7 separate regions of the Mus musculus genome follow, and all the other regions are linked to region 4. Evidence: chromatin contacts called from public promoter capture Hi-C and targeted proximity ligation data. All regions are on one chromosome and are shown on one strand. The core of a region is the stretch at or near the end of the contact, and the rest is flanking DNA. Distances in the headings are between cores, read along the strand shown. Region 1 holds the start of Grk2 (G protein-coupled receptor kinase 2). Region 2 holds the start of Vps51 (VPS51 GARP complex subunit). Region 3 holds the start of Kdm2a (lysine (K)-specific demethylase 2A). Region 4 holds the start of Sf3b2 (splicing factor 3b, subunit 2). Region 5 holds the start of Sac3d1 (SAC3 domain containing 1). Region 6 holds the start of 2010003K11Rik (RIKEN cDNA 2010003K11 gene). Region 7 holds the start of Ppp2r5b (protein phosphatase 2, regulatory subunit B', beta).

Region 1 (3,057 bases), core at 49-2,548, 990 kb after region 4:
CAGTTTTAGGAACCCTGAGAAATGGACAGGTCAGAGGACTCTCAGGAGGCTGTAGTGGTGACCTAGGAAAGGAGAAGTAGAGGCAGGATCTGTCTAGAGATGTCGTCCGCTGACAACCTTTCTCCCCTAATAGGATTTGTTTTCTTCTGAAGGAGTCAAGAAGTCAGGGGAGTCGGGATACTTGCTTTGCTGGACACGAACTGGCAGGAGAATCAGGTTCTAAGTGTCCATGCCTGGGGTGGGAGTGTCCTGGCAGCCTGGAAAGCAAAGAGGTGCTCTAGAGAGGTGTGCAGTTTAAATTGCTTTCACTCATTTGCTTAAGACGGGGTCTCACTCTATAGCCCTGGTTGGCTTTGACTTTACAGAAAGACACCTGCTTTTGCCTCTCGTGTGCTAGCCAGGTAAAGTAGACAGGAGTTGGCCAAGGAAGAAGGCACAGAAGGGCTCAGTGGGTAAAATGTTTGCCACCAAGCCTGAGGACCTTGAGTTCCATCCCTAGAGACCCATGTGGTAAAAAGAGAGAACTGATGGTCAAATTGTCTGTCCTCTAACCTCCACATGTGCATACACAATCAATCAACTGATCAGTCAATCGATCGATCAATTAATGAGTTCGGCGTTCATCAGAGTGTGGTTTAATGGACTATGCCTTTAATCCATTTCAGCACTTGGGAGGCAGAGGAAAGCAGATCGCTGTGAATTAGTGGTCTGCCTGGTCTACATAGTGAGTTACAGACTAGCCAAGGCTACACGGGGATACCCTCTCTAAAACAAGAACAACAACAAACGTTCATGTCAGGAGTGCGGCCCAAGCTCTGAGTCTGGGGTCCTGTTGGGAGTTTGAAGTCAGGATTGTCATCTGGTCAGGTCAGGAGTCAGGGGTGGTAATGATGGTGTGACTCTGAGAGAATGTTCAGAAATTTGAGTATAGGAGTCTTGGTCGGTGTCAGGATTCTTGTTAGGACCCACGGTCTTGGCCCTAGTGGAGCGTGCAGTCTAGCATGCTGAGATGGGATCCGCGTTTGTGGTCATGGCTTGGGGTCTGAGGTCATCCTAGAGTCCTTGGTGGAAGACTCAGGTAACAAACCAGGACTGAGACCCGTGTCTCGGACCCGAGCGGTGCAGCCTCTAGGGGGCGCTGTCGCCTGCCCGCCCGCCCGCCGCCCGCCCGGCTCGGCCCCTCGGCGGCTCGCTGGCGCTGTGCGCGGCAGGCGGGGCCGGAGGCGGCGGCGGCAGCTCCGGGGCGCGGGCGAGCGGGTGGTGGTGGTGGTGGCGGCGGCGGCGGCGCCCCGACTGCAGTCCCGGCGGGAGCGGAGCGCGAGCCGGGCCGGGCCCGAGCCGGCGCCATGGGGCGGCGCCGCCTGTGAGCCGGCGACGAGCGAGGACCGGGCGGGGCGGCGGCGGCGCCGAGGCCCACAAGCCGCGCGGGCCGGGCCGGGCCGAGCGAGCGGGAGCGGAGCGGAGCCTCGGGCGGCGGGAGGAACAGCGCCGCCGCCGCCGCCAAGATGGCCGACCTGGAGGCGGTGCTGGCCGATGTGAGCTACCTGATGGCCATGGAGAAGAGCAAGGCCACGCCGGCCGCGCGCGCCAGCAAGAAGATCCTGCTGCCAGAGCCCAGGTGAGCCCGCCTGTGCCGGGCCCCACGCGCCGCCCCGGGATCCCGTGCCCTAGGGACCCCCTCCGCCCCAGGTTCCGGGGACCTTCTGCCCCAGGACCCGGGAACCCCTTCTACTCCGGGGACCTTCTGCCCCGGAGACCCCATTATTCTGGCCGCCCCAGGACCCGGAGACTTCCTCTGTCCCTGCCGCCGCAAGGCTTGGTGTCCGCAAGCCCTGGGCGCCCCAAGTCCAAGCTCCTAGCCCTGGGCCGCCCTGCCGCTTCCTGTATCTCACTGCCCGGCCTGGTCGCTGTCAGCCCCTGACTCTGCTGCAGCCTTCTTTCCACCCTGATGCTTGGCTCTGCCCTCTACCCTCTCGTGTTCCCTTGTGGTTCCCTTCCTCAAGTCTGCCTCTGTTTACCCGATTGTATCACACAGTCTGTTGCTCCCGTTGGTATTCCACTACCCTATCCACTCCCCGTGGAGTGGGTAACACTCTTGTGAGGTTTGTGGAGTGAAGAGGACCAATTTGAAGACTTTTATTTATTTATTTATTTATTTATTTATTTTGCCTTCCCCTATGGTGGGGTCACTATGGGATTGGGTTTGAGAGTGCTTTCTGGGGACAGTGCAGTGTACCATTCCTGAGGGCTGCGCTCCGGTGGGTGAGGGAAGTCCCTACTTTACCCTTTTCCCCACTTGTGGTTCCTTATGGGTACTTTTGACCAGGGGACCTCCCATCCTACAGCAGATGGACCATGCTGCCACCTCTCTACAAGACAACTGATGTCATCGCACCTGGTATCAAAGTTTAAACTGTCCAGGATGTGGGTGCAGAACAGGGCAGGATGTGAGAGGTGTAGCTGGGGCTTGTCCAGTATATTATGGTAAATAGACTTATCTTCCTATTTGAGCTGCACAGGAGACCAGAGAGCGAGTGAGACAGGTGTAGTTTTGTTCCCATAGAACAAGGTGTGTGTGTGTGAGAGGGGAAACAACTCAGACTGGAATGGCTTGTGCAGTGTCACCTGGCCTCCACATCAGGGCTCTCAGCTTCGAGTTTTATGTTTTGTCCTGACCTGAAGGGTGGCCTGGACGTCTGTCCTGCATCTGGAAGAGGAGATGTGTCCACCCACCAGGATGCCTCCTGGTGGGTGGTGAGGCCAGTCCCAGTAGCCTCCCATGCCAACTCCTTTAACAGCCAAGAGTTGGCCTTGATTTTACTGTCATTCTCTGTGGTAGAACATGCTCTACCCCCAGTGGGCAGTGTGAAATAGGCCTCTGGTGTCCTCTGTCCTTAGAGCCAGGTGGGCAGGTTGCGGGCTTGCTGCTGTGCCTGTCACCGTGCCCCCTCCTCCAGTGGCTGCACACTGGGTTTCAGTTTGACTGAGAACCAAGCCCTGTAGAGGAAAAATTGGTCTGTGTTTTGAAGAGGCCGTTGGGCCCCCCTTTTTTCTAAG
Region 2 (2,779 bases), core at 266-2,765, 780 kb before region 4:
TGGGCTGAGATCCTCAGATGTACAGTTTCTAAATAGCCCCCTGGATAAGAAGGCAAGAAAATGTTTTGGTCCAAGACAAGTGAATACATGATCCCTTTAGTCTGTGACAAGAGCAACCATGCATGTCAGGCTGAGAAGCAGGCTGTGGACATGGTAGCACAGACTTTTAGTCCCAGCACTCAGGAAGCAGAGGTGGCTGGATCTCTGAGTTTGAGGCCAGCCTGGTCTACAATAATGAGTTTCAGGTCAGCCAAAGTTAGAGTGAGATGATGCCTCAAAGAGGAAGAAAGAGAGAGAAAAGAAAGGAAGGGTTTGAGCTGGCACAGGGTGAACTGCTCTTGCACTTTGGTTTCCAGCATCATGACGGGTAGCTCACACATGAGCTGTAACTACAGCTCTGAGTTATCCCCTGGTCTCTGCACACATAAATACACATATAATACTGGGGGCCGGACAGATGGCGATTTAATACCATTCAGAACTGTTTTTAGCTAGGCAGTGGAGCTGGTGACAGTGTTATCACATGCCTTTAGTCTCAACACTTGGGAGGCAGACAGGTTCTACACTAGGACCAGTTCCAGGACAGTCAGGGCTAAGCAGAGAAACCGTCTTGAAAAAAATAAAAATAAAAAGTATACCATTTAGATTTTTTTTTAACTCCTAATTTTCAGATAAAAACAGTGTTTGGTCTGCTGAAACTCCTGGCAGCCCAGCACCCTATCAGCCCATCCTCGGTAACGTTTACAGTACATCATTAGTAAAGTCTCATTTTCTTCTATTTAACTCCACATATAATCTGACCTCATCCCCTCTTAAGAGCTTCGTCTTTTTTTTTTTTTTTTTTTTTTTTTTTTTTGAGACAGGGTTTCTCTGTGTAGCCCTGGCTGTCCTGGAACTCATGGAACTCACTCTGTAGACCAGGCTGGCTGGCCTCGAACTCAGAAATTCACCTGCCTCTGCCTCCCAAGTGCTGGGATTAAAGGTGTGCGCCACTACGCCCTGCTGAGAGCTTCGTTTTATGCCTACATCTTTAAAACTTCCGAATTATCCTCAATCCCAACTGCTCACGTATCACATTTCACTAACTTCTTAAGATTAACATCTTAAATTCTCTAAGTAGAATAAAGTTTCTCATATTGAATGACTCCTTGGAGACAGAACCTTGGGAAACACTGCGTTAAAGCCATATTGCAGGCTACTAAATGGACGTTTGAACCTTGCAGACCCCCCCTGTGACGCATATTCGATCTTCTGCAAGTCTCTTTCCTGTGCGGATGCAGGATTGGGACGCCACGATTCACCCAAGTAGCACAGCAAAATCACAGAAACTCAACGATCCAGAAGTTCAGTGAAACCTCTGTGCTCCAGAAGGACAAGCGCAAGACGGAACTTTAGTCTCACATATCCTACAGCTGCAGAGGAACGTTTCACCTGAAGGACCGCCTGGTTGTAGCAAGTTTCTGGTCCCCGGAAGTGCATCTGTTCCCTCCCCTGCCTCACCCCTTTGAGTTGAGGTTGGAGCTATGGCGGCTGCGGCAGCTGTGGGGCCTGGCCTAGGGTCCGGGCCTGGAGACTCCCCAGAAGGTCCCGAGGCGGACGCTCCGGAGCGTCGGCGGAAGGCTCACGGGATGCTGAAGCTTTACTACGGCCTCTCGGAGGGGGAGGTGGCGGGGCATCCCGCAGGGCCTGACCCTCTGGACCCAACCGATCTCAATGGGGCGCACTTCGACCCGGAAGTTTATCTTGACAAGGTGTGTGTGTGAAATGGGGCGGGTCCAGACCCCAAATATCTTGGACCCTAGATCTTACTCCCGATTTGGTTGCTGTGGTGACGGCAGCGGGGTTTATAAGAGGACAGCCCTTACTAGGCAATAGAGGCAGATCTGGAGGCCAAGGGAGCCTGGGCCTGACTTGAGGTCACACTGGGTCTGAGGTCTCGGTGCTGGCTCGTGGTAGTGGGTGTGACCATGCTCTTGACAGGCGCTAGGCAGGGCCTAGGTTGACTTTAAACTAAGCCAGAAGACCATGAACGCTGACAAATCCCAAATTGGGTCTAACCTGTGAAGTGTGCTACTTAAAGTGTGCCACTTATGGAATTCCTGATAAGGGTGGGATTGGAGTTGTCTTGCACTGAAATCCAACTAACGTAAAGCAGGGTAGCAGGACGTGAGTGAGCACTAACGCTGACTGTTCCTACCTGCTTCTCTAGCTGCGTAGAGAATGTCCTCTGGCCCAGCTGATGGACAGTGAGACGGACATGGTACGGCAGATCCGGGCTCTAGACAGCGACATGCAGACCCTGGTCTATGAGAACTACAACAAGTTCATCTCAGCTACAGGTGACCCCACTGGGACACACTCCTCAGTCTTACACCACCCCCACCAGGTCCTCACCCCGTGTTAAGAAAAACAGGGATTAAAGGAAAGAGACCCAGATTACAATTGGGTCCCAACCTTAATCCACTGCTGCTGAAGTGATGACTCCTGTGGGGGTGGGGTTTGTCCAAAGGACCAGCGCTGGGAAGGAAGAATGAAATGCAGTGAGTTTCTCTGCAGCACTTAGGAAGCACCAGCGTTTCAGTAAGCTTTAGCTTTGTTTGTTTATTTATATTGTGCACATGCATATGTGTGGGACACAACATTTGTGTGGGGGTCAGAAGACAACTTTCAGGAGTCTGTATTCTCCTTCCACCATGAGGGTGCCAGGGATTGAAGTCAGGTTATCAGGCTTGGTGACAAACACATTTGCCTGCTACTAAGCCATCTCAAAGTCAATTAA
Region 3 (2,774 bases), core at 217-2,716, 900 kb after region 4:
ACGTCCGGAGCCCGCTTGCCCGTCGGGCGGCTGTCGAGCCGCGGGAGCCGGTTCGTCGGCAGGGCCGAGCAGCTTGGGCCGCCGCTGCCCCATCGCTGACCCTCGCGCGAAGCTGCGCACACAAACCGGAGACATTTTCTCGGCTGGGCCTCCCTCGCAAGCCGCGGCCCTGGGGTTAGGGGCGGCCCGCGCCCCTCTCCGTGGGGGGTGCCCCGACTCGCCGGGGGCGGGGTCACGTCCCACCCGGGCCGCCGAGGGCACCGGCGCTACGGAAACCTGAGCGTGGCCAACAGCAGGGGCTCCCTGGGCCACCTCCCTGGGAGCCTGCGGCCCGCAGTGGGGTGTGCTAGCTGCTGCCACCCCTGAGCCGTCGTGGATCCCACTGTCGCGCACAGCACCTGTGGACTCCCTTGTCAAGCGTCTGGAGCTGCCCTGAGGGAACAGAGCTCGGGACAGACATGCTACTGCTACCGGTTCCTGCCCCTTCGGAGCGGCGAGGAGTGGGTGAGGCGAAACCGGTTCGCTGCACGGACAGGAGCTCCCCCCGTGCTAAGGGCGGCCAGGCCCTGCAGCGGGGGGCGCAGGGGCCTACTCCGGGATGGCGAGCAGGTGGGCCTCGGCCGGCCGGCGCGTGAGGGAGGGCGCCCGGCGGGAGGGCGCTTCTTTCCGTGCACTCCCTGGGTCTGACAAGACCCGAGCACAGCACCCGGCTCTGGCCCGCTCCCATGGCATGACCCCGGGGGACCCCGCGTTGAAGCGGCCAACGGCTGCCCTGACCCAGGCCGTCTGGCCCACGTTTGTGTGACCCGTCTGACCACCCAGCAGAGGTGGCTCGAAGGGGAAGGGGAGATGCTTCCTACTGCTTGGGGCGGGGTGCTGTGTTTTGTGGGGGTCGGGGGTCACAACCCTCCCTAGAGTAGTGGGGGAGGGAGGGCGGCTGGCGCAGCTGGCCGGCGGTGGGCGGGGTCACCGGCGAAGTTGCGAGTGTGTGTGTGTGTGTGTGTGTGCGCGCGCGCGCGCGTCTGTGTGTGCGTGTGTGTCTGTGTGCGGGTGTGGGGGAGAGAGAGAGCGCGCGCGGAGGAGGCTCGCGACTGGCGCGCAGGCGCAGGCACCCGGTCGAGCCGGCGACCTGAGAGGAGGCGGGCAGGGAGCGGGGGCGGTAGGCCGGCCAGAGGGCGTGCGGGCTGACGCGAGGGGGGGAGGGCGGGGAACCGCGTCGGCGTCGCGGGGCGCGGGCGATTCGAGGCCGACGCAATCGGCGCGTGCGCGCTCCGGCGGTGTGTCCGTGGTAGAGGGGGCGGGGTGGGGTGGGGGGAGTGACGCGTGCGCGTTCACGTGTGTCCCGGAGAGCGGTAAGACGCGCAGGGAGGCTCGAAAGAGGTGGGGGTGGAGAGGCGACGGGAGGGAGGGGGTGGTGGTGAAGAGAGGGCGCCTGCGCAGTGAGGCCGGAGGAGCTGTGTGTATGTGAGAATCTGACGGGTTCAAAATGGCGGCGGCTGCTTCAGCGGATCCTCCTGTGTGAGGGAAACAACACCCCTCCCCGGCAGCGGCGGCGGCGGCGGCGGCGGGCCGCAGAGCACCTTTCCAGTTCCCGGGCCCGTCGCGGTTGTTTCCCTCCCGGGCAGTGGGCTCTTCGCGTGGAAGGGCAACGTCAGGGGGCCCATCCCCCGGAGTCCCTCCTCTGCTACTGGGGAGTAGCTGGGGGTGTACGGGGGATCGTCCCGCAGCGCGGAGCCCCGGCTCAGGGGACGACGCAAAGGCAGCCGAAGGCCCCCGGTCAGGGCGCTTCGCTGCTCCCGCCCTCTCCGCCCCCCGGGGCCGGGGCCCGCGTTCCGGGGGGCCGGGCGGCGCGGGGAGCGTCGGCCGGGCGGGTCTCAGCTGATCGGCCGCGGTTCCTGGGCTTCGGTAGCGGCTGTGGCCGGCTGAGGGTACCGAGAGGAGGGTGTTTCCCGCGGCCCGGTTGACCCGGGTCTCGGGCTGGGGCTGCTGACCGCCAGCTTGGGGGAGTAGCCGAGTGGTCTTGCTTCCCTGACGCCTCGGACGCGGAGTCTGTAAAAGCCAGAAGAGGAGGTTTGATTCAGTAACTGTTTCCTCTTTTCCGGGTCGCTCTGACCCTTCTCTGGATACTGGGTTAATACACAGAAATACCGAAGACGACGTTTGGGATTTTATTTTGTCTGTGTTTGGAATTTTACTTCTCTCTTGGACAAGAACTCAAGAACAAAATCCTCGGTGAGATTTCCCCTCCCCCCTCCCCCGCCCTGGGAAGTTTGGTTCCCGGTCTTATCTAAAGACTTAATGTAAAGTTTTTATTTCTTTGCAAGGGGTGAGCCACAGAACGCCTTTTCCCTAGGGGAGCAGTCGAGGTTTACCGCTTTGCTGTCCGGCCCTGGGGTGCAGACTGTGTCCCTCGCGACCGAGGCCGAGGAGGGCAGTGCCACGAACTGCTCTCGCAAACTATGTCATCGGGTCCTCTGAAAGGATTTTGTTAACGTGGCCGTATTATATTTACAAGAGAGAAAAAAAACATTTGTATATCCAATTAGAAGCCATTATTCTGGAGAAAGATATTTAGAAAAACGAAAACCCTTGCTTGGTGTTGTGGATTGATTGACGTGCCAACCGGCCTTTATTTAATGGATGTTTCACCCGTATCCATATATCGAGACGTTTCATTTATTATTTACTCATCTAGATTAGATGGTATTTTTGCCTCCGTTTGCAACTCTCAAATTTGTTCTGTAGTTGTCCACCTTGAGGTGGATGGTAGTTTG
Region 4 (2,739 bases), core at 108-2,607:
CATTTGTGTTCCTCTCCTTTATTCATCACACACAAACCAAACAGGCTGTCATTGAGAGCGGCAGAACTAGGAGAGGGAAGGAGATAAAATAAATTGGTGGATGTTGGGCAGGCAAGGGTCATGGTGTCTTGCCCCAAGAAAGGTCCTGAGGTTTTTTTGTTTTTCCTACAAGAATATAAAGTCCCCAGGTTAGATACCCCCACCTCCCAACTCATTTATTAGCTGCCTCCTGGATGCTAAATACTTCAAGATAGAAGAAGATCAAGTTCCAGATCCTGTTTGGGGGAATGGAGGTGGGAATAAAGGACAGGAAAGACTTAAAAATGAAACAAAGACAATGGATTAGCTGGCAGCAGTAAGCCCAGTTTTCAAGAAGCAGAGGCAGGAGGATTGCCAAGAGCTAGAGGTTGGCTTGGGCTCGATTTTGTCCCAAGACAGTCTGAACTACATGACTCTTGATCTTCCACTCCATGAAATCGGGTGTGATAGTATATATCTGTAGCCTGCAAAGGATCAGAAGTTCTAGGGTAGCCTGGGCCACATATGGACACATTTGTCTTAAACAACAAAAACCTTGGGGCTTGAGAATTGGTGTTAAGAGCACTGTTGCTTTTGCAGAGGACCTGGGTTCGATTCACAAAAGTGTAACTCCAGTTCCAGATCTGACACTTCTGGCTTCTACAGATACCAGGCATGCAAGCGGTACATATACATATAATAAAACACCTGAAAGGTGGAAAATGTATTAATGAACATTCCTCGAAAGGGGGAAGGAAGCATTTGACAGAGAATACATTTATTTAAGACTTTTTCGAAGGTGCAAAAGGGGATTTTATTTTAGCAGTGCCCTTCCCCCAGGTCAGCAGCTGGAACTCAGCTTGGCGGTCCGTTCCTCCACCGGCTCCGATCCCCTTTCAGCCCATTCAAGCACGCCTGGGCGGGAGTGAGCAGACAAACACTGTTTTATCAGAGCCATCGGCACCAACCTCCCATTCGGGCGCCGGAAAGGAATCTCTATGAGCTCCTAGGAGAAATAAGCACCCAGGTCTCTCATCATTGAAGGGTGTCGGGACAGAAGACTTAGTATGTGTTTGGCCAGGAGAGAAGAAGAATGCATCTGCTCTGGGTAGAGTAAGCTCTTGCAGCCAGGCAGCGGATGTATTACTACTGCTGCATACCGGATGTCATAGCGAGCGTTCGTCCTCTAGATGGCGCATCCGCAAACTACAACTCCCAGAAGGCTCTGCAACCTCCGTTGGCGGCGATTCCTATTCCCCGGTAAGGGAAAGGGCGTGTGTTTGGACCAAGTTCTCTCCAATCACCGCGGGACGTGGATTACGCAACCGGAAGTTTCTGGAAGTAGGCCCGGCGGCTGACCCGAGCTTCCGTGTTGGTCTCGCGCCTTCTTGTGGCTAAGATGGCGGCGGAGCATCCCGAACCTCCCAAAGGAGAGTTGCAGTTGCCACCGCCTCCACCTCCAGGCCACTATGGAGCCTGGGCTGCGCAGGAGCTTCAGGCCAGATTGGCAGAGATAGGAGCGCCGATCCAGGGTGAGGCGCAGAGGCGGTCGAGAGGGGCCCTGCGTGGGCTTGTGGCGAAGTGGAGCTTGGTTACCCAGGAGACCCACGGGGCGGGGGGCGGAGACAGGCCTGTGGGACCTGACCTCGCCAAATTGGCCTGCTCGAGGTGATGCTGACCCCCTGATTCTGTGCTTCGTCCTATAGGGAGTCGCGAGGAGTTAGTAGAGCGGCTGCAGACCTACACCCGTCAGGTGAGTGTTGTCAGTGCAGGCTAGGTCTCACTTTTCCTGGAGGCCTTTAAGACTACTCACGGATGGATCTTCGTTTCTCTTCTCTTCTCTTCTCTTCTCTTCTCTTCTCTTCTCTTCTTTCTTTTTTCTTTTTCTTTTCTTTTTTTTTTTTTTTTTGGTTTTTTTTTTTTTTTTTGAGACAGGGTTTCTCTGTATAGCCCTGGCTGTCCTGGACTCACTCTGTAGACCAGGCTGGCCTGGAACTCAGAAATTCGCCTGCCTCTCCCAAATGCTGGGATTAAAGGCGTGCGCCACCACTCCGCGGCTGGATCTTCGTTTCATATACTTTTTTTGTTTGTTCTTTCGCGATAGGGTTTCTCAGTGTAGCCCTGGCTGGCCTCAAACTTAAGAGATCCTAATGCGTTTGCCTTCCGAGTGCTCCAGCACACCGGGCTAGGTCTTTTTTGTGTACTTCAACGCAGCAAGCCGGCTCTTGACCATTTTGTCAGTTCTTGGTTTTGCTTTATTGTAATTACTTCTACTCCTGTTGCTTTTCTCAGGTTCCAGCCCCAGTCTCTGTCAAGTGGGCACTGGGTACATTTTGTTAAGTAAATAAATGGAAGAGGAGGTTATGTAATGGAATACGTCCTTGTAGTCTGACCTAGAGCTCTCTTTTTTCTTGTAGACGGGCATTGTCCTGAATCGACCAGTTTTGAGAGGAGAAGATGGGGACAAAGCGGCTCCTCCTCCTATGTCAGCACAGGTAAGAGATTGCTTCGAGGATCTTTTCTGCTCAGGATAGCCATGTGTTGAGCTAGCAGATGGGACCGTAAGTTAAGGGTGAGGTCTAAGGAGACAAAATTGTGACCTCTTCACTTCTGATTTAGTGCTGCTACTGTTTTAATCCCCAATGTCTACTCCTCCAAATTTGACTTATCACTCAAGATTCCACTAGAATATCTGGAAATGTTCCTTGATCCTTTCTCAGC
Region 5 (2,768 bases), core at 256-2,755, 820 kb before region 4:
GGAGACACTGGGCAGAATTTTCCCTTATTTTTTTTAATAGCCTCATAAAATGAGGCAAAGACAGGAGGACCCAGGGAGGGAAAGGACACATTATGACCTGGGTTCTGAATGTAGGTGGGCCATCTGCTTCCTCCAGGTGACCCATCCCCTGCCCGCCGGGAAGGTGTGAAGAAGAAGGCAGCCGAGTACCTGAAGCGGGCAGAGATGCTTCACACACACTTGCCCTAAGGGGTGGACCCTTCCTGGGATGTCAGCTCCAGCACTGCCAGCCACCCCCACTGCTCTCTTTGGGACCTGGCCGTGCTTCCTGCTCGTATGACTACCAGGGGCCATATCTGTATTAACTGGATCAAGTATAAGAAAAGCAAAGACTTCTCAGCTCTGACCTGCCTGCCTCCTTGGAATTAGACTTGAACTTCTGATCCTGCCTATCTGTTCTATGTGAGTGGCATCTGGGCCCCTAACCTGTCAGTTCACCCATCTAGACCAGAGTCTGTAGCCAGACCTGGCCCACTGCCTTTTTTGTAAGGCCCTTGAGAGCCTTCCTTCCTTTCTCTTTCTTTCCTTTCCTTTCCTTTTCTCTTCTTCTCTTTCTTTCTTTTTTTTTATGGTTGGAAGAAAAAAGATTCTTTGACTAGTGAAAATCTCATAAAATTTAAATACGTGTGAGTAAAACACATGCCTGAACACAACCAGGTCCATTTGCTTATTATTGTCTGTGGTTGAGTTTACATTGTACCAACAGAGTTGAATAAGCGGTGTCTGGCACATCATACCCATTATGTTTATAAGAAGATAAAGAGAGGAGGAATATGTTCCATTGAGGTGCTTCAGCTGGCCCTTGCCAAGGCATCCTATCCCCCTGAGGGACCAGCCAAGCGATGGTAATAGTAGAATTTATTCAGGACATGGGAAGGGGAGTTAAGAGGGTACTAGAGGCAGAGAAAGGCAGAGAGAGGAGGGGGGGAGAGAGAAGTAGAGGAGTAGAGAATTAGAAGCTGGCCATGAGCACAGGGAGGGGGAGGGGCAAGGGACTAGAGCAGGAGCAAGAAGGCAAGAGAGAGGAGGGGGCAAGCAGCCCCTTTTATAATGGGTCAGGCCTACCTGACTGTTGCCAGGTAGCTGTTGGGTGGAGCCTACCTGGTTGTTGTCAGCTAACTGTGAAGTGAAGCTTAGACAGAATGCTAATAATAACTATGAATGAGTGGCCGCGCCTTTAATCCGGGAATTGGAAGGCAAAGAGACAGGCGGATCTCTACTGAGTCAGCCTGGTCTATATAGTGACTTCCAGACCATGCAAAGGTACACAGTTAAAACAAAACGCATAGGGAAACAATGAAGAATGACAGGCACGCAGCACTAGCTGAGTGTGTTAAAGAAATAATAGACACGTACGTAAAGCAGGACTTGCTACTTCGAGAGCCCTAAGAACAAAAAGCTAAACCAACAAATCCCAGCCCTGGGGAGGTGTGGCCTGCGTCGCGGGACTACAAACCGATGCATCATGGGACGATTTAAGGGGGAAAACCGAAGCCAGGCGCGATGGATTATGGGAGGCGTTTCTAAAGGCCGCGGGAGCGGCAAATCGAGAAAGCCGCGGCAGGCTGCGTTTGGCCAGACTGGGGCTCGAGTCTGTCCCTCGAGCCCACGGCAGGATGCAGTGCCGCGCTTCCGCTGGCCCGGCGATGCTGAGTGTGCGTCCTCTACCCACACCCCTACCATGTCCGGCTGCAAACTACCCATGGGCCTGTGCCCAGACATGTGCCCGGCCGCCGAGCGCGCCCGACGCGAGCGCGAGCGCCGCCTGCACCGACTGGAGGTGGAGCCAGGCGGCCGTGGGAACGCTCCCCGAGCCGACCCCAAGCGCACAGTGAAGGAGTACAGCCGGCCGGCAGCGGGCAAACCCCGGCCCCCGCCAAGCCTGCTGCGGCCGCCGCCAGTGCTCTTAGCCACCGTGCGTTATCTGGCCGGTGAGGTGGCTGGCCGCGGCGACGTGTCGTGCGCGGAGGTGGCGAGCTTTGTGGCCGACCGCCTGCGCGCAGTGCGGCTAGATCTGTCGCTGCAGGGCGTGGACGACGCGGACGCAGCGACAGTGCTGGAGGCTGCGCTGGCCACGCTGCTGGCCGTGGTGGCGCGGGTGCGGCCAGAAGAGACGCGCGGAGCCGCGGACCCGGTGCTGCTTCAGACTCAGGTGCAGGAAGGCTTCGGTTCGCTGCGGCGCTGCTACGCGCGGGGCAAAGGCCCCTACCCCCGCCAGGCTGCTTTTCAGGGCCTCTTTCTGCTCTACAACTTGGGTGAGTCGATCCCAGAGAACTAAGTGCGGGGACCCGAGGAGCCTGGGGTGGGGAAGACGCAATTGTAGCAGCAACGGCGAACTATAGCTTGGGAGTACTGTAACTTCCATCCCCCAGCAATAGCTTCTTCTTGGGAAAGTCAGTTGGTAAAAGTCCCGACGTGGGACCTCAGGTCTGACATTCTCAAATTGGCTGTTTTCTACATAGTAGAGGTGGAAGGAGGTAGGATAGTACTGAGAGAGTTGACCTAGAAAGCGCTTTCCAAACTTATAAGAACTGCTCCGTGGGCTGGCCCATAAACATATCTAACAGGAGGTGCTAAAAGATTCCCTTCTATGGGTGATTTAATTATAGGAAAGTCCAGTGGGCGTGGTAACAGGCGCCTTGTATGGGAACACTTTGGAGGCAGAGGCAGGCAGATTCTTTGATGATTTTATATGTGGAGACAATATATTTGTATCATACATGCACACA
Region 6 (2,995 bases), core at 230-2,729, 800 kb after region 4:
CTCTCTCTCTCTCTCTCACACACACACACACACACACACACACACACACACTCTCACACACAGAACCTGCCAGGCTGAGGATGTAGCAGAGTTGGCACAGTGCTTGCCTAGCGTGCACAAGCATCAGTGTTCCATCCCCAGCACTGTCTACACAAGGCATGGTGACCCATACTTGTAATCCAAGAATTCAGGAGGTGGAGGAGGGCAGAGATCAGGAATTCGAGATCATCCTCTGCCACATAGCGAGGCCCATCTGGGCAACATAAGACCCTGTCTAAGACAAAAGTCTGGCACTGAGATAATATTTACTATAGGTCATTTTTTTCTTTGTGTCTCTGTATGGTGTGTGAAGGGATTATGTGTGTGTGTGTACACTCGCACACATGTGTGTAATCTAGAAGTTGACACTAAGTGTCTTCCTCTGTCATTCTCTACCTTTAATTTTTTTCCTCTTAGTTTTTGAGAGAGGAACTAGCTGTGTAGACCAGGCTGGCCGAAACTCACAGAAATTCCCCTGGCATGAGCACTGAATGAGCCACCTTGCCTGGCCTCACCTTTTTACATTTTCAAATTACATTTATTTGTGTGTGTGTGTGTGTGTGTGTGTGTGTGTGTGTGTGTGTATTGTGTGTTCTTGAGAGCCACAGCGCATGTGTGGTGGAGAGAGGAAAGCCTGTGGCAGCCAGTTCTCTCCACCAGGTGAATCCCAAGGATCAAACTCAGGTTGTCAGGCTTGTCAGCAAGTGCCTGTACCCACTCGACCACTCCTTCCCCTTAGTTTTTGAGACAGTGTGTCCCACTGGGTCAGGAGTTCACCAATGCAGCTCAGACAGGGACTGCAAGTCCCAGAGAGTTTCCTGTCTCTCCCAGGTCTGGGATGACAGATGCATATCCACCTTTCCACAGGGGTACCAGGGAACCCAACCCAGATCCTGTGCAGCAAGCACTTTATGAGTGAGCCGTCCCCCCAGCCCCTGCAGGTCACGATTTTGGATGTGTGCCGCTGACCTCCAGAGCACTTTTCACCTTGTAAAACTGAAGGTCTGGAGCCATGAAAACAAGTACCGTCCACTGTCCAGCCCCTGCCTTACCCGATTTCACCCTGGTAGTTACGGTTTTGACTGTTGTAGAATGAAGCTATTCTGTTCTCTGTCCTGTTGTAGAAGTAATCTTTGCTTAATGTCAATGAGATGAGTGGTACGGCCAGCCAAGGCCAAGGCCAGAGGAGGCCGGCAAGGTCTCCAGGGTGGTGTGGTCAGAGAAGGCTGTCTGGAGGGAGGAGGGAAGACAATAGGAACCAGCCTAGCATTCAGAAGGATCCCGAGCTGGAAGCCAGCCTGCGCTGTATAGTCCCACAGGGTGAGAAGTCAATGGAGAGAATGACTCAGAGATATTTGGCCTCTGTGGCCTGCCCTTTGGTTTATGACAGCCACCTCAGCAGCACTGACCTTTGTCTACAGGTGATCTCCCATCATATGAGTGAAGGCACCAGGCCATCTCACAAAGCTAGTGGCTTACCGACCAGTGCTAGCTTCTAGGATCATGGGGACCAGCCTGCGTAGCCAGTCCTTTAGAGAACCCCGGCCCTCCTATGGGAGGCTCCATGAGTCCCAGGGGAGGTCTCTGGATGGCCGACTCCACAGAGCACTGAGCCTCAGACTGGGCCGTGAGAAGTCCAGGTCGCAGGTCCCCGATGGCACGGAAGGGCTGGAGGTCTCTGTCCAGGAGCGGCTGCCAGGGACCCTGGGAGACAAAGAACAGCTGATCCAAGGCCAGAGAGGAGGAGGCAGCCGGCGGTGGCTGAGACAGTACCAGCAGGTGTGGCTTCAAACTGAATTATCACTTTCATGGGGAAGGGTGGGGACTCCGGGCAGCAAAGGGTTAAGAGCACAGCTGACCTGAGGAAAGCCAAGCAAAATACCCAGGAATTGAATGCATTTGACTAAAAGCAGTTGTGATTCCCCTCACCCCTGTGGGCACTGGGGATTCACTGAAGGTTGGAGGAGGGTGGGCAAATGGGGTCTGGGTGGAATATGGTCAGAGCTGTTTCTGTTTTGAGATGGGGTCTCGATAAGTAGCCCAGAGTGGCCTGGAACTCTTGATCCTACTCAGTGTTCTGAGTGCTGGGAGTGCAGGCATATATTACCACACAAGGCTCTGAGAGCTGTATTAAGATGATTAATGTAATACTATGTTGCAAGGGTGACTAGAGCAGGAGGCAGGCAGATTGGCCAATGCAACTTCTGGCAAATTACCGTCTGTACCTCTCACACAGGATGAAGAGTAGATTTGCCCCACCCCTCCTGGCCCTTCGTCCCAGGGGGAAGGGTCTCCCCTCCCCCCAGGAGTTTAGCTTCTCTTTCATGGCTCTACCCCCACCTGGTGGCTGTGAGTGGAACACCACTTGAAGCCACTGCTATGATGTTTCTCCTACTTTGGTCTTCCAGCATGTGAAAAGAAGGTGGAGGAGTTTTGTCGCCAGCTTCCCCAGTGTGACCCTGAGTCAACCAGCCTCCCCAGAGACCTTGTTGGACACCAACAACTAAAGCTGCTGTGACTGTCCCTCACTCCACCGGCTCTGCTCCTGTGTCTTTTCATCTGCCCCTGCATGGCTTTTCTGGACTCTGAACTGCTCCAGCTTTTGAACTTTGTCTTGTGACCCAAGGAGGCCTCTGCCACCAGATCATTCAAAGCCCCCATGTGGCTGCTCTTCTTGGTTCTGGCACCTATCTCTTAGCAAAGATCTCCATAGGCCTGAAGAGGAAATACCTGGCTCTCTACCTTTTGGGTTTAAAGACTCCCTGGACTGGCATTTATGAAGGTCTTAGGGACCTACACAGAAATGAGAGTAGCAACTGTGACCCCTTGGCCCCACAAAGACCAGCCACCCACTTCCAGGTCAGAGTTCAGTGAAGCCAAAGAAAGGCTGAGAACTTCCTGAATATCACCTGCTCCCAGGGCCAAGCTCCACATGGCTTTCTGGGCAGCTGCCAGT
Region 7 (2,744 bases), core at 232-2,731, 940 kb before region 4:
AATCCCAAAGCCATTTTCTTCCACTAGTTTTCTTCCTGCATCATCTAGGCCCCTGCCAGGCATGGGTGGCTTTGGGCAGCCTGGCCTGAACACTGCAGCCGAGAGTCTGTGGAGAGCACTACCTTGTCACAGGCAGCAAGGCGTCCCTCCTGCCTTGGCCTCTGGGTTCTGGTCTGGCGGGAAGAGGCTCTGTGGGTCTGGCTTTCCCGGCTTATTATTAGGGAGTAAGGGGGAGGGAAGCCATGTCTGAGCCCTGGAGGTGGGCCAAGTGGTAGTTTAGGGGTTCCTGTTCTGTCTGGCAGGTGAAGAACAGAGCAAAACGGGAAGTGAAGATCTGCTATCTCTGAGCAAAGGGAGTACTGTCTCTGGGTAGCCATCGCTTGATCTGGGTACCCATCCATTGAGGTGCTAGACTCTAGAACAGTGTCCTCGATACAGGCTTTGGCTGTTTGTTGCTCTAAGGTGGGCACTTCTTAGGTAAACAGACTTCTTTTGCAGCACTAAGTGATCACCAGGGTCCATAAATGGGTGGGGCCAAAAAGCACCCCAATTCCCCCAACCTCATTGCTCTCTCTCTCCTGCTGCTCAGCAAGGACCAGTTTGTCACCTAGGTAAAACTTCAGGATAAAGGTCTCACAGTCATTGTAGGGAATAGAGTGTTGGCGACCAGGTACTATGAAGGGAGCCCGGGACTGCAGGCTGGGAACTTTTGGCCAGAATGCCAAACTCTTGGAATACAGCTGAGCCTTTGATACCCAGCAATGGGGTTTTGATCAAGAACTCCCCACTCTCCAAGGCACATCTTGGCACCAGAGGAGCTGGGAGGTACTGTGCCTTAGGATGGGGGCAGCTCCAGGGTAGCACCTTCTGCCCTCCTTGCTTTGGCATCCCAGGGCTGTCCCTTTAAACTACAGACCATGATGTCACCATGGACAGTAAGTGACAGGAGGGGCACTGCAGGCCGGGAGAATGGACTTCATTTCCCAAGAGCCTCTAGTGAACCACACCCCTCCCAGCAGGCGCTAACGCAAACCCGACTGTTAACCCCTCCAACGCCGGATGCAAGGGGTTTTGTAAGTGTCCGGCTTCAATCTGGGCTGAGTATGAGGAGAGAGGATGGCCTGAGGGACAGATGGCTCAGACCAAATTGTGGGCCTGGCACATCATGCTAGGTAGGACTCTGTCTTGCATTAGCAGGTTCCAACACCGAGTCCTTTTCTTTCCCTACACAGTGTCCCTTCCAGAATTCGGGAGTCCAGTTCTGAGCTGGACTCTGCCCCAGTCTGCTTGCAGGTTTTAAAATCCTCAGCTTTTCTCGGAAGTACTGAGTTCCTCCCCTAGCTCCGAGGTTACCCGTAAAGTTCGGTTGCTTCCTTTAAGCAGGGTGGGGACTACATTTCCCAGAGGCCCCGAGTCCTCCCTGACGCAGCCCCCCCTAGCGGAGGGAGGTGCGGGCCGGGAGGGGGGGAGGTGACTTGATGTCATCCTGAGCAGCTGGGCGGCGGGTGCCGGTGCGCAGCGAGCCGGGGCTCCCGCTGCGCTGCACCGCGCTGATCTGAGTCCCGGGATATCTGCCGAGGGTCGCGTGCTGCCGGGGCCCAGCCCAGAGCCCACCGAGTGCCCGACCCCTTTTGGGGCTGAGCTGGGGGCATGCTCCAGCACCCCCAGAGCCTGGGAGCGAACCCAGGAGCGCCGCCGCCCAGCCCCAGCGCCCCGAGCGGCAGAACCACCGCTAAGGACCCTTGAACCGTCGTCTCTTCCACCGAGGCAACCTCTAGGGTCGGCGACCAAAGTCTGGGTTTCTGAGAAGTGAGTGTGTACCCCAATACCACATTGAGGTTTGGAGACCAGGAAGGAGCGGGATATGAGGAGAGATGCTAGGGTCTGAAAGGGGGTGCACGAGAACAGGACCCTCATTTTTTGGGTGAGTGCACTGAGACAGGAGACATTAGTGGAGCTGGAGTCACACTGCTGTAAGGATCTGGGGATGCTAATAGAGTCCCCATCCTGAGTAGTAGCCATAGGCCGTATTTGGGGAGGGGCTACTTTAGAGCTTGGGCCTGGAAGAAGGGAGGGGCATGGTTGCGCCCTTGTTTTGGGGTCTAGCGAGGGAAGGAGGGAAAAGAAGTAAGGGAGCAACTGCACCACGCGGGCTGTCTTTGGAAAGAACCGACCTGCTCTCTGTGTCTCTCCTGCTGACCTTTCTAACCTGACTTCTCAGAAGAGCCAGCGTGGGAACCCTGACTGGAACTCTTCTGGATCCCCAGGAAAGACCTGAGCCATTGCCTTTCTACCTTACCTGCCCCCCCAGGACTGGGCAGTTGCCAGAGGCCCTGGGGGGGTCAGGACTGTGGCCGTGCCTCCCCCACCCCCTGAAACATGCTGGACAGGATGGGTCCCAGTTAGTGTGTGTGGCCTCATTCAACTTACTCCAGACCCACAAGGAGCCCCCTGGGCTCTGAAAGATTGACCCGTGTTGTCCACTGGCCATGGAGACGAAGCTGCCCCCTGCGAGCACCCCCACAAGCCCCTCCTCCCCAGGGCTGTCTCCAGTGCCACCACCAGACAAGGTGGATGGCTTCTCCCGCAGGTCCCTCCGCAGGGCCCGGCCCCGTCGCTCACACAGCTCTTCTCAGTTCCGCTATCAGAGCAACCAGCAAGAGCTCACTCCACTGCCCCTGCTCAAAGGTGAGCTGTTGTTGGTTGCCAGGGTACCCAGAAGGAAGCAAGGTAGGGGAGGACCA

Evidence for each region. Capture Hi-C pulls out chosen DNA fragments and counts their contacts.
Region 1: a contact with region 4 is called in a targeted proximity ligation map of bone marrow-derived macrophages, with 3 times the contacts expected there. A contact is called at or near these places in 4 of 130 datasets of targeted methods (bone marrow-derived macrophages, double positive thymocytes, large pre-B cells and 1 more).
Region 2: a contact with region 4 is called in a targeted proximity ligation map of bone marrow-derived macrophages, with 4 times the contacts expected there. A contact is called at or near these places in 2 of 39 promoter capture datasets (liver and neutrophils), 1 of 484 Hi-C or Micro-C datasets (embryonic stem cells) and 3 of 130 datasets of targeted methods (astrocytes, bone marrow-derived macrophages and large pre-B cells).
Region 3: a targeted proximity ligation map of bone marrow-derived macrophages shows a contact between it and region 4, with 6 times the contacts expected there. A contact is called at or near these places in 3 of 130 datasets of targeted methods (bone marrow-derived macrophages, embryonic stem cells and pancreatic cancer cells) and 1 of 9 other capture datasets (liver).
Region 5: a contact with region 4 is called in a promoter capture Hi-C map of adipose tissue, with 2.2 times the contacts expected there. A contact is called at or near these places in 1 of 484 Hi-C or Micro-C datasets (muscle stem cells), 2 of 130 datasets of targeted methods (pancreatic cancer cells and thymic regulatory T cells) and 2 of 9 other capture datasets (adipose tissue and liver).
Region 6: a contact with region 4 is called in a promoter capture Hi-C map of adipose tissue, with 2.2 times the contacts expected there. A contact is called at or near these places in 1 of 130 datasets of targeted methods (large pre-B cells) and 2 of 9 other capture datasets (adipose tissue and liver).
Region 7: a contact with region 4 is called in a promoter capture Hi-C map of liver, with 2.9 times the contacts expected there. A contact is called at or near these places in 4 of 39 promoter capture datasets (erythroid cells, liver and pre-B cells), 3 of 130 datasets of targeted methods (astrocytes, embryonic forebrain and pancreatic cancer cells) and 2 of 9 other capture datasets (adipose tissue and liver).

What each region holds. Positions count from the first base shown.
Region 1 is chr19:4,304,463-4,307,519 of GRCm38.p6, reverse strand. Grk2 (G protein-coupled receptor kinase 2) reads left to right here and starts at 1,298. Exons shown (of 21, transcript NM_001290818.1): 1 at 1,298-1,618. The coding sequence starts at 1,506.
Region 2 is chr19:6,075,923-6,078,701 of GRCm38.p6, reverse strand. Vps51 (VPS51 GARP complex subunit) reads left to right here and starts at 1,515. Exons shown (of 10, transcript NM_001081041.1): 1 at 1,515-1,751; 2 at 2,210-2,339. The coding sequence starts at 1,524. It also overlaps a transcript of Tmem262 not described here.
Region 3 is chr19:4,395,769-4,398,542 of GRCm38.p6, reverse strand. It overlaps Kdm2a (lysine (K)-specific demethylase 2A), which reads left to right and starts at 1,466. Exons shown (of 21, transcript NM_001001984.2): 1 at 1,466-2,232. It overlaps 9430078G10Rik (transcription initiation factor TFIID subunit 4), which reads right to left and starts at 2,659. Exons shown (of 3, transcript XM_030251152.1): 1 at 2,650-2,659; 2 at 1,093-2,213; 3 at 1-432. The coding sequence starts at 2,659.
Region 4 is chr19:5,294,073-5,296,811 of GRCm38.p6, reverse strand. Sf3b2 (splicing factor 3b, subunit 2) reads left to right here and starts at 1,357. Exons shown (of 21, transcript NM_030109.2): 1 at 1,357-1,550; 2 at 1,725-1,771; 3 at 2,436-2,513. The coding sequence starts at 1,418.
Region 5 is chr19:6,117,323-6,120,090 of GRCm38.p6, reverse strand. It overlaps Sac3d1 (SAC3 domain containing 1), which reads left to right and starts at 1,505. Exons shown (of 2, transcript NM_133678.3): 1 at 1,505-2,294. The coding sequence starts at 1,505. It overlaps Snx15 (sorting nexin 15), which reads left to right. Exons shown (of 8, transcript NM_026912.2): 8 at 137-692. The coding sequence ends at 228.
Region 6 is chr19:4,497,067-4,500,061 of GRCm38.p6, reverse strand. It overlaps 2010003K11Rik (RIKEN cDNA 2010003K11 gene), which reads left to right and starts at 1,479. Exons shown (of 2, transcript NM_027237.2): 1 at 1,479-1,818; 2 at 2,448-2,995. The coding sequence starts at 1,543. The coding sequence ends at 2,546.
Region 7 is chr19:6,234,577-6,237,320 of GRCm38.p6, reverse strand. Ppp2r5b (protein phosphatase 2, regulatory subunit B', beta) reads left to right here and starts at 1,481. Exons shown (of 14, transcript NM_198168.3): 1 at 1,481-1,809; 2 at 2,222-2,688. The coding sequence starts at 2,490.